Linked DNA regions of Lactuca sativa: region 1 is linked to region 2. Evidence: chromatin contacts called from public Hi-C data. All regions are on one chromosome and are shown on one strand. Each heading gives the region's core, a stretch centred on a gene start, on an enhancer-like site or on the middle of the called end of the contact. The rest is flanking DNA. Distances are from core to core; before and after follow the strand shown.

Evidence for each region. A called contact is a pair of places that touch in the nucleus more often than the background predicts.
Region 1: a contact with region 2 is called in a Hi-C map of leaf, with 5 times the contacts expected there. The contact joins the promoter of LOC128132835 here to the promoter of LOC111885714 in region 2. A contact is called at or near these places in 2 of 4 Hi-C or Micro-C datasets (leaf and seed).

The regions. Positions count from the first base shown.
Region 1 is chr3:142,748,019-142,750,817 of Lsat_Salinas_v11, forward strand. It overlaps LOC128132835, which reads right to left and starts at 1,542. Exons shown (of 3, transcript XM_052769825.1): 1 at 1,535-1,542; 2 at 31-1,386. The coding sequence starts at 1,542.
Region 2 is chr3:142,612,768-142,615,611 of Lsat_Salinas_v11, forward strand. It overlaps LOC111885714 (AP2-like ethylene-responsive transcription factor TOE3), which reads left to right and starts at 1,446. Exons shown (of 9, transcript XM_023881958.3): 1 at 1,446-2,708. The coding sequence starts at 2,131.

The DNA.
Region 1 (2,799 bases), core at 292-2,791, 140 kb after region 2:
AAAAAGGTTCTAAAAATAGCCCCTACAAACCTCTTCTTAAAATTTGCAACAATGTGCCTTGCACATTGTCGATTCTCAACACAAAGAAGCACATCCTTAACTGCCTCCATAAGACCCTTGTGTTGGTCATACATTAAGGTAAACCCAGTGCTCATACCTAGTTTAAGATCATCTCTGAGCAACTCCAAAAACCACATCCAGTTTTCCTTAATCTCAACACACACTATTGCCCATGCAACTGGAAATATGTGGTTGTTAGCATCTCTGCCCACAACACACAATAATTCCCCATTGCATACACCCTTAAGGAAACATCCATCTATACCTAACACCTTTCTACAACCTTCTAACCAATCAGATTTCACATTAGCAAAACATACATAGAACTTACTAAAGTAAGTCAAACCATCACGCATGCATTGGACATCGATTTTGACTGTTGAACCTGGATTTCTTCTTCTAATTTCCTCCCCATAAGACCACAATTTTTCATAATGCTCAATAAGAGTCCCCTCTATAAGATTCATGGCATGTACCCTTGCTCTTCTGCATTGAGTTAAACTAACCCGTATTCCAAACTTCCTGATGACCTCTAATCTCAATTGTCTAATTGTTAACTTTTGTCTATGCAAAATTTCCTTTGTATAATGCTCTCCTATCCAAGAGTATGTAACAATTGATCCTAGTTTGTAGTTTCTAGCACAATTATGCTCAATCTTCAATGACTTGATTTGAAATGACACCTCCTGCCTCATCCATGTAGCCCATAACCTGAATAGGCAAGCTCCTTTGCAACACACCACCAACAACCTTTTACTATCATTCTTTTTGAAGCATAGTTGGTATCCATTTGCCACATCATAGTTACAGAACATATTTTTCAGTTGCTTTGGACTTTCAAATTTCATCCCAAGAACAGGTACTTGCCTCTTCCATTGCATATCAGGGTTGAAAATGGAATGGATCTCAACATCTTCTTCTTCAACTTCATTGTCACCAGTATCACCTTCTAGAGGATATAACTTACTAAGAAACTCATCCCAAGTCGTCTTGTTCAAAGGTACTTTGTCAATGTCAATTACTTTATCTTCAAGACCTACATTGGGATGCGTTTCATCAGGGGCATTGTTTTCTTCTTTTCTAGGTACATTATCATCTTCAAGGCCACTTTCATTATCTTCACTAACAACAAGATTCATGTCATCATCCCACCATTCCTCCAACCCATTCCCATTATGATCAACATAAACTAAAATTTCCCTATATTCATACCCGCTATCTATAAACTGGTCAAAATCCAAATGATCTATAATGGGACAAATCCCTCTAGATAAAGGGATGTTAGGTAAGCAATAGTAGACGTTTTGAAACTCTTCCCCAATAGCTCTATCAATAAAATCAAAAAAAGTCTCTTACATCCATACCTGCCCAATCAACATCAGTGAATAGGAACTTATTCCCACAAACATACCCAGAAGGATGTCAAACAAATACACCATTCACCATTGTAGTGTATATGAACTCTCAAATATACAGCTTCATTATCGTTCTCAGCCATGCAACAGTGAAACAATCTTCAAAGAGTAGAATACCTTCGACATCAGCAGTGTAATCTCAGTAGTGGATACGATGGTTAAAAACTCTAGTTCAAATCTCCATTCCTCTTCTTATAAAACGACTATGGAAAATGAATTAAGATTATTTACAAGTTTTTTCCACTCTAGAATTACACATTTTGCACAATTAATACTTGACCACCTAAGTCCACGGCCACATCAACTTTTTAACCGGCGAATAAATTACGAAATCAATAAGGGTATAAGAGACAGATAATTTTCGAGTTTGAGGGTCCACAAAAACCAAAAAAAAAAAAAAACAATATTGGTCTTTTAAAACGTAAAGTAAAAGTTAGATGGGTCTCTATGACAAAAACCCTTGTATTTTTTTTAATAATTACTTGTATTTTTATTTTTGATTATTCTTTAGTTGTAGTTTTTTATTATTCAAAATTTATTTCATTTGGTAGCAATATATATTTATTAATTAAGTTTGATATTGTTTTTTTTATTAATTCCAATTAAATTTATTTTCTATTTAAAAATAAGTTATAAAACAACATGGATGAGAAACATGAACATATTCTTGTTTGAAATATAATATAGGGATGTTGAAAGATAAAACAAACAATCTAAAGTTGAAGTGGCAGAGAGTTTTTATGATGGGAAGAAAGTGAAATATGACACCTCCCCCACCCTAAAGATAATAATAAGATGACCGGTGACAATTTGATGAAAATGTGTTGGTGTTGGGGATATAATAACATTGAAATGTCGCAATCGTCCTTTGAGTCACTTGTTTGTTCTTTTACTCTTCCAATCCATCATATGTATTCAACCCTTATGAGAGCGACTTCACACTTCCTGATGGTCGATTTAATGATAATTATTTGACTTTTTACGTATAAAAAATAAAAGTTATGAGGATATATATATATATATATATATATATATATATATATATATATATATATATATATATATATATATATATATATATATATATATATTCAAATATTTTCACTATCTATTGTGTGCCTGTATGATTGATTCTGGACCAATCATTTTAGTTATTTTAAGAAAGTAATTAATGCTTATTAAATGCTGAAGATGTAATTAATATCTATTATATCTTCAACATGTAATATGCATTAATTACTTTCTTAAAATAACTAAAATGATTGGTCCAGAATCAGTCATACATGCACACAATAGATAGTGAAAAGAAAATAACCTACCCCTA
Region 2 (2,844 bases), core at 196-2,695:
ATACACATACTCACTATAACATCATAATTTTTTTTTCTATTATAGCAACCTATTTTTTTTTCATACATACAAATTACATATATAATTTCAAAACTCATACATTATATACATAAATACATTTTTTTGCATTTTTTCCACACATTACGTACATAAATACATACATTATACATATAAATACAAATAAACATGTTTTTTAAACATACTCATTATAGCATCATACTTTTTTATTCTATTATAGCAACCTACTGTTTTTCATTTTTTTCATATATACAAATTACACATTCACAAATAATACACATACAAAAAAAAAATACACATACAAAAAATACAAATGTAAAAACACATAGATGCATCATACACATACAAATACATTATACTTATAAAATGAAAGAGGAAAAAGGAGTCTGTGGTAGTCTAATTTCGAAATTTTCCGGCAAGAATTTCACAATTCCAATAACAATTCTGGCAACAACTCCGACAATAACCTTAAATTAAAAGCTTAAACTCACTAAATAAATATCAAAACAAAAGAAGAATCGAAAACAGTGAAGAATTTCGACTTTAAATCTGTTAAAATTCCGGAATTGAAGTGTGTTCGTCACTTCTTGGTCGCCGGTAATGGAAGTCTAGGTCGTCGGTAATGGAGTCAATGGAGGTTTGGAGGCCGGCGACAACTTTCATGTGTGCAATCGGCGGCGGTGTAAGAAGGGGGAGACCGGAGATGGAGAGAATGAGAGAAAGGGGCAGATAGAAGACGCAGGAAACAGCGAACTGGAGGGGTTATCTGCGTGGAGTTTTAGCGGCAACGGGTATTAGCGGCGACATGTAGGTATTAACGGTGACACCCCTTGAGGGAAAAATCAAAGCCTTTTCACGCCGTTACAACTGTTCGATTGAATAAAATTGAACGGACATGGTTCATTTGATGCGGATCACCAATGTATGGGTATTAGCGACGACGTTAGGCATTATTGGTGACATGTAACGCGTCATTTACATGTCGCTGTTAATGCTTAGCGTCACCGTTAAAGTCGTGGCCGTTAATACCTATCTTTTTGTAATGGTTCCTACGAGGAGCACCAAGTTCATCTTACTAAATTAAGTTAAAAAGAATACTATGGTAGGATATGGTAGGAAAGAAAAAGGGAAAAGGCGAAAATGGTTGTAATGGTAAAAAGGAAGGGTTGATATTGATGTTCTGAAAACTGGATGAATGAATGAATGAGAGGTGAGGTGTGATGATACATAGTACAGACACATATAATTAATTAACAATAACTAATTAAGGAAATTGAGTAATTAGTCATCTTTCTAGTCTTGGTGTTGTCGATTTCCTTTCCGGGATATATAATATAATTGTAGAGAGAGAAAAAACAGACAAAAACTAAAGTGTTTTCATTTGTGACTTGTTATTATTATTCCCATTATACATATTATACTTCTTTTTTCGATTTGGTTAACGTCGGAAAGCTGTCTAAGAAAGAGATGGTTCTCTCTTTCTCTCTCTCTCCTGCTCCTTCTCTCTCTAAAATCAATATATTTATATATATGCATATAGTGTGTAAATGAGAAGATTACAAGGAGGATAGATAGATTTCAAATTGGGTAAAGTAGTACAATTCAAACAAAGAGAAAACGGGTTCACAAGAACACAAAGAGAAACACACATATACACACACACCTTTAATATAGTTAGAGAGAGAGAATAGGAAAGGAGGGAGATGGATTTGCTGCTTTCGGCTAAGGGCTAATGAAAACTGGCCTCGTCCATGCTGTATTCGGCAGTTGGTTGTATTGACTAGAGAGATTTTACTCACACACAAGATCTAGTGGGAGATGCACCCACACCCCATCTACCCTATGTGTGTTTATGAATATGTATCTATATAGCTCACCTTCATCCTATGAAACCCTAGCTAGGTTTCTTGTTCTTTGTCTTTCTTTTTAGACCTACCCAGAAAAGAAGAAGAATAAAAAAGATAACAATCCCATTTTAATCATTATATATATCTAACGTCTAGAGAGAGAGAGAGAGAGAGAGATTAAGAGAGAGAGAGAGAGAGAGAGAGAGAGAGAACACAAGTTTTTATTATTAATTTTTCGTTTTCTTTGTTGGTTTTGGAGGGAGAAATGTGGGATCTAAACGGGTTTCCTGATCGGAGGGGGTGCTCTTCACCAGTAGAAGGGGATGAAGAGGATAGTAACAATACTAATAAGGGTAAAGGGGTGGGGTCGATATCGAATTCAAGTTCCTCCGCCGTTGTTATGGAGGAAGATGGGGGCTCCGAGGAGGAGGAATCGGAGAGAGGGAGTCCAAGGAAACGAAGCACTACAGGTGATGGGAGGTTGTTTGGTTTTTCTATGACGGAAAACTCCTCTTGGGACAGCGATCCTCCAGTCACACGACAGTTTTTCCCGGTTGATGATTCCGAGGTGGGACCCACGACCTCCGGCGGAGTTGGTGAAGGGTTGATCTCACCGGCTACAACTTTCCCGACTGCTCACTGGTTTGGAGTTAAATTCTGCCACCAGTCATCCGATCCTTTAGATGGTGTCGCCGCCACAGCAGATGGGTTCCTCGGAAAAACTACCCCCGCCGTTGTTCCTCAGCCGCTGAAGAAAAGCCGCCGTGGGCCGCGGTCTAGAAGTTCTCAGTACCGTGGAGTCACCTTTTACCGGCGAACCGGCCGATGGGAATCACATATATGGTATTGTATAATTTGCTTCCGTTTCGCTTTACAAAGTTTACTTATTTTACCATTTTTCCTCCTTTCTTTATTCATCTACTATTTTCTTCTACTTCTATTTCCAATGCATTATCCCACATTTCAATATTTCAATATT